Regions from separate parts of the Sus scrofa genome. Here all the other regions are linked to region 2. Evidence: chromatin contacts called from public HiChIP or PLAC-seq data. All regions are on one chromosome and are shown on one strand. The core of a region is the stretch at or near the end of the contact, and the rest is flanking DNA. Distances in the headings are between cores, read along the strand shown.

Region 1 (2,766 bases), core at 219-2,718, 360 kb after region 2:
TGCAAACAGGCCCCAAGAATATCTACCATCATCACTGTTAGCGCTGCTGTCGCCCTGGCACCATCAGACTCCACATCTGGGGGGCGCTCCTAATTCTGGATTCCTTGGAGAGCTTGTGGGGCCTGGCTGTCCCCCCTCCTGCTGTCTGTCTTCTGTGTCACTCCTGACTGCCTCCCGCAAGCAGAGCATTCCCTGGGGAGGTTTCCCCGGGGACCCTTTTCTCTGGCTTCCTTACGCAGCTGTCACACTGTCCCACTTGTTTTTCAAGAAGGAGGTCCCCAGGGTTTCTTCAAGGCAGACCTGAACTTGACCCTGCCATGTGGATTTGTCCCCTCTCATCTCCCCGCCCCACCCCCCCGGGAAAGGGGGACCCAACCCAGGCACCCATGGGCGGGTCCTAACAGCCTCTTGGCCTCTGCAGTGCATCACCTGTTGTTTTCTATCCAGAATATGCGTTTGGACATGGAAGGATTTCAGCGGTTCCTGCAAAGGCAAACCTCTCTGGAGGAACCAGAGATGTCTTCTTGGCAGACCAGCTTCACACCCCACAGGGCAGTCTGTCAGCAAAGCATTTAAGGGGATGCGTGCTTAGGTAACACATGAGGGAGGGTAGGTGAGGGAAGCCATCATCCAGCACTTGATCATGAACTTCATATCCGCCAAAGGTGTCTTTTGTTTTTTGTTTTTTGTTTTGTCTTTTTGCCATTTCTAGGGCCACTCCCGCCGCTTATGAAGGTTCCCAGGCTAGGGGTCTAATCGGAGCTGTAGCCACCGAGGGAATCCGAGCCGCATCTGTGACCTACACCACAGCTCAGGACAATGCCGGATCCCTAACCCACTGAGCAAGGCCAGGGATCGAACCCACAACCTCACGGTTCCTAGTCGGATTCGTTAACCACTGAGCCACGACGGGAACTCCTTTACCCGCCAAAAGTTTTTAAGTCATTGCTGCTAGCGCTTCCTCCCAGACACCCTTAGGAGGTGGGTAGAGGCTGGTGTCCTCCTTTTGAGAATAAGGACAAGGAGAGGGAAATACCCCCAAGGACACATCCATGGAATAAGAAGGGTCAGAGGCCTCGGTGGGGAGGTGTTCCCCTCAGCTAACCTCCACTCCTGCCCCCAGCCCCATGTGCCTCCAGCAAGCCAATGCCGAGGATGTTTCTGGAGTGCGGCTTTCACCCAGGAATTGTCTAAGATGTTAGCTTGCTGGGAGCGAGGCTGAGGTCTCGGTCACTGTCACCTAGCATGTGGGTGCTGTGCAGTAAGTCACCGAAAGATGCTCACCTACTGAGCACAAAAAAAGCAAACTCTCACTCTCCAGCCACTCCCGAGCCAGCTTTGAAGCAAGATGTATTTTTAAACACAAGCCTCGTACAGAAAATGTTCCCTCGCATGTCCCCATAGCCTACTAATGGGGCAACTGTTGGCAACCAATACCACCAGCCCGTGCTCAGGGCTGTGTTCTCAATTTTTCTTTCTATTCTTGTCCCCTGGCATATGATAGGGGTTGCTGTCCCGGGAGACTGCAGGCTACTGACGGAAAAGCTTGCAGTCGGTTCTGGCCTGCTCTCAATTTCCAGACTCTCTGATTTCGTTCAAACGCGGGACCTGTGGACCTGTGTCCCTTTACCCAGTTGGTAACTTGGATTTTTTTGTATTCTTCTTGCAGATTCCATGGAATAGCCTGATGTTTCCCAGAAGGCTGGGGACCCCCACCGCCCGCCCCCAGCAGTGCCCCAGGCTGACAAGGGGATTGAAGTCGGAAAGTCAGACGCCTGTCCAGTGCCTGAGAAAGCGGCCTCTGTGCTCCTGCTGGATTTCACAGCAGGGCCAAGGGCCTCACTTCCCTCCTTTGCAAAGGAAAATAGCCATTCTGGCATCAACTTTGCTGATGAGGATTTATCTCCGAAGCCAAAAGGAAAAAAAGTCACCTCTTGAGTCCTAATTAGAATGATTCCTCTACTTAATTTATTCAGGATAGCCTCCTGAATTGGCCTGGTGTGTCCTTGAGTATTGTTACTATTACTGCTGCTGTTGCTGTTGTTGTTTTAAAGAAGCCATTTCTGACCAGGGGCTGGGGAGATGCCTTTTGTTCGCCTCTGGGCCCTGCGGTACCGGCCCCCGCCAAGGGAACCATTCCTGCACTGCTGTGTTTATTTGAGTTATGTAATATAAACAGCTCCAAGGAGATGGGCTCCGCCACTTTTTGTTTTTAGACTCCGACTTCACTTGCCCTCTGCAGAGCTTGGCGCTTGGGTGGTTTCCTCCAGCCTCCTCTGTTTTGCTGCTGGGGAACACAACAGCCTGCCGTTGACCCTTCTCTAGGACTAGCCCTTTCCTTCTCAGACCCAGCAACGAAACAGAGACGCTGCTGAGGCTGACAGTGTCCTCAAAGGCTCAGCCTAGGCTGGAGGTGGAGGGGGCATCAGAATGAGCTGTCTTGGGCATTAAGCTTTCTCTGTAGCTTCTTCACTGATACCTAGTTCCTCCAAGTCAGAAGTATCCCTTGGTGTTCCCATCATGGCTCAGCGGTTAACAAACCCGACTAGCATCCATGAGGATGTGGATTCGATCCTTGGCCTTGCTCAATGGGTTAAGGATCTGGCGCTGCCGTGAGCTGTAGTGTAGGTTGCAGACACGGCTCGGATCCCACGTCGCTCTGGCTGTGGTGAAGGCCAGCAGCTGCAGCTCCGATCAGACCCCTAGCCTGGGAACCTCCATATGCCACAGTCCTAAAAGCCAAAAAGCCAAAAAGCTAAAAAAAAA
Region 2 (2,700 bases), core at 175-2,674:
AACTAGAATGTCTAGGATAATCACGCCGATTGGGAGAAACCTCTGTTCCTTGCTCCTCTCTCAAAGCTGAGAGAGACCTGGGGAGAGAGGCCCCTGGGCATCACTTCTGCCTACCTGGATCCCTTAATATCCCAGGAGGCGGGAGGATGCTTCCCTGAGAGCCCAGAGGTCACCCAGCAAGGTTAGGGCCAGAAGTGTTCCCAGGGGGAGTGCCATCGTGTCTCAGAGACTTCCTTGGAAGCTATGCTTCTGCTGGCAAGAAGCAGCAGCCGAGCCATCAGAGGCAGGCAGGACTTTGCTGCCTGGAGATCAGATCTCAGTCCTCCCTTGAGGGTCTCCACGGTCAAGTCAGCAGGAGAGCAGGTGCCCTCTCTCTCGGCAGTGGCAGAAACTACAGTGGAGGTGAGACCAGACTGGCAGGGCCGCCAAAGAGCCCACGTGGATGGACCGCCCTTGAAGATCTGTGTGGGCTGTATCTGCTTCAAGTCTGCCTGAAACCCGGGGGTCCAGGAGTCTCTTCCTTATGCCCCAAGGAGCTGACAGACTCTCCAGATGGTTCCCACCTAGGGAGGGTGCCGCGAGGACTAGGCAGTGCTGCTTTATGCACTTGCCATATCCGCTTCACGGATCTGTTTAATCCATCAACTAATGTCGTTAGTGTCACCTGTCATTATGTCGGGCTCCTAGTTTACACTTTAGAAGTCCATTCTCCTTCAAACCAAATGGTTCTTTCTGGCAGACCTGCCCCACCCTATCCTCCTCACCTCCCAGGAAGTCTGGGCTCTTTTTTGCTTTGTGTTCCAAACAAATTCATGCCTCTTACTCATTCCCTTGCTCATTCACCCCTCCTCTCAAAACTTACACTAAAGAGATCTGTGTGCTGGGCCTGTGCCCTTACCAAAGTGCTGTCACCTGCTTATGACACTCCCATGCACCCCCCCCCCCATTACACACAGGAAGGTTTCTTTAGTCTTTCAGTTTCCACGTCTTAATTTCTGAATAGATTCAGATGACCTCCGCTTTTTTTGTGTGCATGTATTTTTTCAACACCAATACATTCTTCATAGGAACTCAATGCCTGCAGAGAGCAGTTCGGAGGCTCTGTTTAGAAAGCACTCCCTGTTCTGAGGTCCTCTGAGGCCCTGGCTGTGCAGATCTGAGAAGGTATGAAGGAGGAGCCACCACGTGCCAGAGGTAGAAAACCAGCGGCCCCACCTTCCCCGCGCACCCCGGGTCTGCTCCCTACCCCATCCTGCCTGCTTCCTGATGTGAAATCTGGGACAGATTTCTGCTTTTAAAGAGCTGCCTGGACAAAGAAGGCGAGTCGGGTTACTCTAGAAACCAAGCAGTCTCGCTGAGGCTACATGACAATTAAGAGCCACGTAGGGAACCGCCTGCTCTAACCAACACTCACCACGTGACTGCGGGAGCACCCGGCATGGAGTGTCCACCGCAGCCCCTGTTGAAACAATGGGGCCCACGAAAGCAATTTAAAGGGGCAATAGAAAGATAGCAGGATCAGGCTACAGCTGCTTACCTAGCCTTGGGATGCTTTTTCAAGAGAGTTCTGTGTCAACATCGGGGCAGCTGTTGCTGCCTTCGGTGAGGAGAGGAGAAACAACTGGGTGGGCAGAGGTCTGGGGGTGGGGGGGAATCATGGCACAGCAGCCCGGGCAGGGCCCCCGGATGCAGGAACAGGGCGCCGCAGCCTGCTCTCCAGGATTCTATTTCAGGCGGACTGGAGGCAAGAATGTGTTCTTTGCCACAGGAAGAATGTTCCCTCAGACAGAACTGCTAATCGGGCGAGATGAAAAGAGGAATGTACAGCCGGCGGTGGTGACCGCTGCCTTTCCAGCAGCCTTTCCCCTCCTTTCCCGAGTCACATGGAGTTTTGGCTGGCTAATTGAGACGGTGGCTGAGTCTCCACCCCCCACCCCACGCCATAGCCTTCATTTTTGAAAATGTAGGAATTTTCGGAGCTCTGTTGCACAACACTGAGCGATTTTCCAGAGCTACCCTCTGTCATCTGTCTCCTTGACATAAAGAGGGAAGGCGGAGGGAGGAAAAAGGCGAGGGGGTGGACGGGCAAAGGAGACAGAGGAAGGAAAGGAGGGGGAGAGTGGGGGAGAGAAACATCTTGCTGACGTCAAAGAAGACCACACTCCACAGGATAACATTACTTAGTACCTCGACCGCCCACTCCCTCTAATTTACTAGAAACCAAACGGCCTGTTTGGAAACCTGTAGCCTGCAGTCTGTTATTTTGTTTTGTTTTGTTTTGCTATTCTCCCTGGACCAAGAAGGCCATTAATTGCTGGCAGTTTGAAAGCTACCTGATTTCCTGAAACAGAGGGGATTTCCATGAGTAATAATTCAGCCCGCGCTGGAGCAGGGCGCTGGGGCCCGAGTAAATTGATCCAGCTGCTTGCAGGCTGATGGAAAAGTGCCCGCGGGAGGGGACCGCAGCTGCAGCTGGGGCCCGCGGCGGGCGCGGTCACGTGGCCCCGCCCGCCCCGCCCCCGGAACCGCCCCCCCCGCCCCCGGGCGCCCGCGCCCCACGTGTGCCGCCTGCTCTGCCCGCAGGCCACCGCCTTGCACCGCGCGCTGGCTTCTGAGGGTGAAGGCAATTCCCCGGCCCCTGTGGCAACCTCTTTCTTGGGAAATGCACAACACCAGGATGATGGGGGCGGCCCTGTTTCC
Region 3 (2,700 bases), core at 177-2,676, 270 kb after region 2:
GGATGGAACCTGCAACCTCATGGTTCCTAGTCGCGTTCGTTTCCACTGCGCCACGACGGGAACTCCTGAATTACACGTTAGAAAGTTTTCTGCTCAAAATGTCTTTCCTTTCCTTTCTTTTCCCTTCCTTTTCTTCCTTCACTCCTCATTCTTTTGCTTTGAACGTCAAGCTCTCAATGGCCCAGAACCCCACTCTCTAGAACGGTTACTTTCTCAAAGAGAGATGGGATTTCACGGTGGCCATGCTAATAGGTGCCATATATAGATGTGTGATTATTACATATTGTGTGATTAGTATTAGTTCATATCCTTTAAAAGTCGTCTCATAGTTGTTCTATTTCTGAACAGTTGAACCATTGTTAAAGATACTTTTACTTGGAAAGAGAAGAAACAAAGCAAAACACGAATGGAGGGGCTAGGTTGGAATGAACATCACCTTACTAGTGCAGCGGGAGGAGGGCTTACTTAAGGAACACACAAAATTTCACTGTCTCGCTGGTTTGTACTTTCAGCCCAGCTCACAGACAGACCTCCACAACGGCTCACTGCCACCAGAGCTTTTCTTTCAACTGATGAAAAACTGAAAGAAAAAGCTAAGTCTCCTCCCCATGTGATATAGAAGAGATGTTGGCACATTCGCATTTTCATAAGGAAAAACAAGTTGAACTGCGGCAACTCTGGAAGTCAGTCTCATCAACTGCACCCTCCTTTCGCACACGGCAGACTCCTGCGCGCACCCACACTCCTTACGTGGGAACCTCGTCATGTATGGAACGTGTAATATCTGTCAGCGCTGCCCTTTAATGAGCGATTCCTATGAGCCAGGCAGGGGGTCAGAGGGCAACATGCCCCCTGCCTCCCGTGAGGAAACTGAGGCTTGAGAAGTTTAAGCACATGTTTTTAAAAACATGAAGCTCACAAAAAATAGAGATGGCATTTTATTTATTTATTTATTTTTGCTTTTTAGGGCTGCACCTGCAGCATATAGAAGTGCCCAGGCTAGGGGTCAAATCTGAGCTGCAGCTGCCAGCCTACACCTCGGCTACAGCAATGTGGCATCCTTAGCCCACTGAGTGAGGCCAGGGATCGAATCTGCATCCTTATGGGTACTAGTCAGCTTCATAACTAGCTGAGCCACAACGGGAACTCCTTCCCCCTTCACCCCATCCCAAAGTCACTTCTTAACCCACTGGGCCAGGAAATCTCCCAGCGAGGCTTAAATGTTTATCTCTGCCAATGACTCTCATTTTCCCAAGAGCAGGGAGGGTTGGGAAAACAGCCACTTTACAGGTAAAGACCTGGGATGTGCAGTGTGATCACCAGGCACGCTGCTGCCATGTGAATGGGCACGTGGCCTCTCTGAGTGTCTGGGAAAGCCACATGCCAGGCCTGGGAAAGGCCACAGTGGGAAGAAGGCACATCCAGGGCGGGTGGCTTTTGCAGCAGAAACCACCTGCTTAGATGCCTCCCTGCCACTCAGAGGCTCTCTGCAACAGTGGGGAAATGTTGCCAGTCAGGCGCATGCTTTCCAGTGGCAGCTGCCCGTTAACAAACTATAGTGACCTTGGCAACACGTCCTGAACACAGGCCACCGGCGTCATACAGCAGTCCTCTGTGACGCAAGGGCACAGCCAGCCCTGACGACTGTTCAGGGACTGGGCAGGAGAATTCCAGGGCCCCTGCTTTTTCCTACTTTGAGATACTTAGAAGACGTAGATAAAGCAACTGGAAAACAGAAATGTGTAAACTGGAGAGAGAAAGGGAGAGGAGAAGGGATTGACTTTGGAAATCATCAGCCTGTCCAACTAACATACAGAGAAATATAACAACCATTGATCAAAGTATCAAGTTGTCAGCGCTTAAAGAGAAGGCTATGAAAGTCCAGAGCTGTACAGCTGTATAACAAACCAAGCCTCTTGGACTAACCGAACTTCCTTCCGAGACAAAACAACAGAAAATGAGGCATCCAGGAGATCATGATGGGAACTTGCAAAAACTTTGCCCCATGCTTCAGTGAGGCTGGGCGAGCAGGTGAGCCTGGGTCTTACACACTTGGGCAAGGCTTAGATTCCTTGGCAGTTTGCTTGGGCAAATGTGCCCAACCTTTAGGCATGTCTCATTCCTCAGTGATATGTGACATTCACGAGTACCCATAACAGGATCTTCTTGCCATCATTGTCCAGACAAGATGGGCATGATTTCATTTTGGGCATGCATTCAATGGCCAGCACATAAAAGGGGGTAGATAAGCATTGGTCGAGTGACTCACACGGGCTCTGTAAATATTCGTTCATTGACTGAGTCATCAATGAAATAGTATTTAATCATAATTCTCCAGCTCACTACATTAAAGCCAAAACTTGGTGTCCACGTTTCTTTTTCTTCTTTTTTCAATGGCTGCACCCATGGCATATGGAAGTTCCCAGGCCAGTGACTGAATCCAAGCTGCAGCAATGCTGGATTCTTTTAACCAAATGTAGCAGGCCAGGGATAGAACCCGAGCCTTCGAAGTGACCCAAGCCACTGCACTCAGGTTCCTAATCCACTGCACCATAGTAAGAACTCCTCGGTGTCCAGGTTTCTGACTTATGGAGAAAGAGTCTATCATTTTAAAGGAATATACATAAATATAAGAACCTTAAAATTAATATTTCTGACATTAAAAAGTAATACAGGCTCACTGTAGGAAAATCTTAAAAT
Region 4 (2,700 bases), core at 125-2,624, 400 kb after region 2:
CACCGACTTGTTGTGTGGCCTGAGGCCCGTCACCTACCCTCCCTCCCTGTGGTTCACTTTCCCCAGCACTGAGAGGGGGCTTTTTACCAGAATGTACATTTCTGGTATGGGAAGGTGTTTTGAATTCCTCTGAATCTCTTTTAATTATAGCACTCACACCTGAGACTACTACAGCCATCTTGTGTGTGTGTGTGTTGTTGAATTTTTAAATAAAATTGAAACAAAATCTAGGATATTTATCTAGGCCCTCCATCTGTCTTCTGAAGTCTTGCTCTTATTTCTCTCTAGGCTTCAGCTTTTGATTTCAGACACACATAGACTTACAACTTATGGAGAATGCTGGAAAAGGAATTCCTGCCTTATTTAGACGGTTTATCTAAATGACCTCCTAGGAGTTCCTCTATGGCTCAGTGGGTTAAGGACCTGGCATTGTCACTGCAGCTGCTTGGGTTGCTGCTGTGATGTGGGTTCAATCCCTGGCCAGGGAGCTTTCACATGCGGGGGGGGGGGGGGGGGTGGCGGCCAAAAATAAATAAATAAATAAATAAATAAATAAATAAATTCCCAAATCCCTCTCGTCTCGAAGGTTCTGTGAGTCCATGACATGCCTTGGTGAAAGAGAACAAACCAGGCTTTGAAGTCAGGCATAACTGGGTCTGTCTCCTAGTTCTCACATTTACTGGCTGTGTGACTTCAGGCAAGCTCCTTAACCTCTCTGAACTGAGGTTTCTCATCTGAAAACCTGGGCCAGTGCCAACCACTAAATTGTCAGGAAGATGAAATAATAAAGTACTTTTAAAACATACAACAGAAGGCCTAGCAAATAGTAGGTGCCAAGGTAGATATTAGAGTCTGCTTTTCTTTATTCACACAAGTCTCTGAATGGGTAAAAAATGTAGGCCCTCAACTATTGGAATATCGCTTCTGTCTTCCACTCCAGGGCCCTACTTCTGAAAGAGAAAGAAAGAAGGAAATAAACGGAAACTCTCAAAGGCCTTTCTGAAAGCATCACCCATCTATTGAAATGTGCTTTCCATTCAAAAACTAGGTTATTCATTATTCATCTTATTGGAACTGAAAAGAAGGAAAGAGTTCACTGCTTACAACCCAGCCTTGACCACTGCTTGATTTCCATCATTTCCTGGTATCTATGTAATATGTCCCAAGTGTGAGATTGGCCATGTTGAGAGGCGAGCAAACTTCAGACTGAATGACCGTCCATAATGCCCTGGAATGAATGTTCCCTTTCCTAGCATTTCCACTCCAGGCAGTGCATTTCTGGGGAATTATTTCACTGCCTGGGTGGCCAGAGTCCCTTGGCCTTCAGCCTCATGGCTCACTGCACCACGCTGGGCAAGCAGTAACCGCCCAAAAATGCGAGTCTTTCTTTCATGCCCCAGTGGCATGAGTAACATCATTAACTCTTCAGGGCTGAGGTTTGGGATTACGTAAAAATTTTACACCCCACTGTGTTAGCTGTCAGAATACCAGAGTAACAAAGTGTCTGCAGAGTTCCTTTCCGTGCCAGAAATGTGGTTGCCTGACCTAATAAACAATCCTTGGGATATTTTTTTCCAAGCGATTCTATTTCAGCAGGATTGTGGGTTTCAAAATGGAAGCTAAGTCCTACAGACTTCAAGATCCAGGGAGAACAAAAATGCAAGAAGAAACTGGGCTTTGAAACTCTCCAGACAAGGGGAAAATGCTGCTGACGTGTCCCCTGGAAGGACAGCACAGGAAGAGCACAGCTGTGCAGTGTGGTGTTTCACATGCTCTTCTATACACAGGTTTTCTAAAGTGTAAGGGGAAAAAAACCCGTACAGGGCGCTCCCCTAAGAGGAGCCGCACAACACGTTTTCTCTGGGCCCTGGGCCAGCGCGGGGACCAACCAGAGGCCGGCGCAGAAGCACTGTGGATGCCGCGCGCCATCTGGTGGCCTGAAGCTGATATTGCGCGCTCTCTCCGGCCTTTGACTCCATTGATTTGCAGAATTTAATAGGCTAGTATTCTGGAGCTGCTTTTTTTTTTTTTTTTTTTTTAATCTTTTTATTTACTTTTTAATGATTTTTATTTTTTCCATTATGATTGGTTTACAGTGTTCTGTCCATTTCTATTGTACAACAAAGAGATCCAGTCATCCATATATATATATTCTTTTTCTCATATTATCCTCCATGATGTTCCATCATAAGTGACTATGTATAGTTCCCTATGCTATACAGCAGGATCTCATTGCTTAATTTATTTTATTGGAGTGTAGATGATTCACAATGTTGTGTTAATTTCTGCTGTTCAGCACAGTGATTCAGTTATACATATATATTCTTTTTCATTGTGTTTGATCACAGGATATTGAACCTAGTTCCCCACGCTGTACAGCAGGACCTTGTTTATCCATTCTATCTAGAATAGTTTGCATCTGCTAACCCCACTCTCCTACTCCATCCCTCCCTCAGCCCTCCTTCCCCTTGGCAACCACAAGTTGATTCTCTATGTCTGTGGGTCGGTTTCTGTTTCATAGATAAATTCATTTGTGTGATATTTTATATTCCACATAAAAGTTATATTATATGATATTTGTTTTTTCACTGTCTAACTTCACAAAGTATGATAATCTTTATATCCATCCATGTTGCTACAAAAGGCATTCTTTCCTTCTTTTTTATGGCTGAGTCATATTCCATTGTAGATATGTGTCCT

Evidence for each region. HiChIP or PLAC-seq counts read pairs in DNA pulled down with a chosen protein or histone mark.
Region 1: a contact with region 2 is called in an H3K27ac HiChIP or PLAC-seq map of skeletal muscle. The contact joins two enhancer-like sites. A contact is called at or near these places in 1 of 5 promoter capture datasets (liver), 5 of 47 Hi-C or Micro-C datasets (embryonic fibroblasts, liver, omental adipose tissue and 2 more) and 2 of 2 datasets of contacts at active chromatin or transcription factors (alveolar macrophages and skeletal muscle).
Region 3: a contact with region 2 is called in an H3K27ac HiChIP or PLAC-seq map of skeletal muscle. The contact joins two enhancer-like sites. A contact is called at or near these places in 5 of 47 Hi-C or Micro-C datasets (liver and skeletal muscle) and 2 of 2 datasets of contacts at active chromatin or transcription factors (alveolar macrophages and skeletal muscle).
Region 4: a contact with region 2 is called in an H3K27ac HiChIP or PLAC-seq map of skeletal muscle, with 18 times the contacts expected there. The contact joins two enhancer-like sites. A contact is called at or near these places in 1 of 5 promoter capture datasets (liver), 14 of 47 Hi-C or Micro-C datasets (alveolar macrophages, embryonic fibroblasts, fetal heart ventricle and 8 more) and 2 of 2 datasets of contacts at active chromatin or transcription factors (alveolar macrophages and skeletal muscle).

What each region holds. Positions count from the first base shown.
Region 1 is chr14:56,606,008-56,608,773 of Sscrofa11.1, forward strand. It overlaps LOC110256752 (a long non-coding RNA gene), which reads left to right. Exons shown (of 2, transcript XR_002338680.1): 2 at 1,670-1,995. It overlaps LOC106506002 (a long non-coding RNA gene), which reads right to left. Exons shown (of 3, transcript XR_002338684.1): 3 at 2,726-2,766. Among named protein-coding and RNA genes, the nearest start is that of IRF2BP2, 62 kb to the left of the region's middle. Within about 2 kb of position 1,469, at least 28 of the 83 cell types and tissues checked have an H3K27ac peak or open chromatin away from gene starts, as enhancers often do. A contact at or near this core is called in liver, omental adipose tissue, skeletal muscle and 1 more, where this site is marked.
Region 2 is chr14:56,249,102-56,251,801 of Sscrofa11.1, forward strand. No RefSeq gene overlaps it. Among named protein-coding and RNA genes, the nearest start is that of TOMM20, 140 kb to the left of the region's middle. Within about 2 kb of position 1,425, at least 69 of the 83 cell types and tissues checked have an H3K27ac peak or open chromatin away from gene starts, as enhancers often do. A contact at or near this core is called in alveolar macrophages, embryonic fibroblasts, fetal liver and 7 more, where this site is marked.
Region 3 is chr14:56,515,440-56,518,139 of Sscrofa11.1, forward strand. The region is part of intron 1 of LOC102158473 (a long non-coding RNA gene); the gene reads right to left. LOC110256878 (a long non-coding RNA gene) reads left to right here. Exons shown (of 3, transcript XR_002338951.1): 3 at 513-947. Among named protein-coding and RNA genes, the nearest start is that of IRF2BP2, 29 kb to the right of the region's middle. Within about 2 kb of position 1,427, at least 10 of the 83 cell types and tissues checked have an H3K27ac peak or open chromatin away from gene starts, as enhancers often do. A contact at or near this core is called in liver and skeletal muscle, where this site is marked.
Region 4 is chr14:56,645,392-56,648,091 of Sscrofa11.1, forward strand. No RefSeq gene overlaps it. Among named protein-coding and RNA genes, the nearest start is that of TARBP1, 23 kb to the right of the region's middle. Within about 2 kb of position 1,375, at least 55 of the 83 cell types and tissues checked have an H3K27ac peak or open chromatin away from gene starts, as enhancers often do. A contact at or near this core is called in alveolar macrophages, embryonic fibroblasts, fetal liver and 7 more, where this site is marked.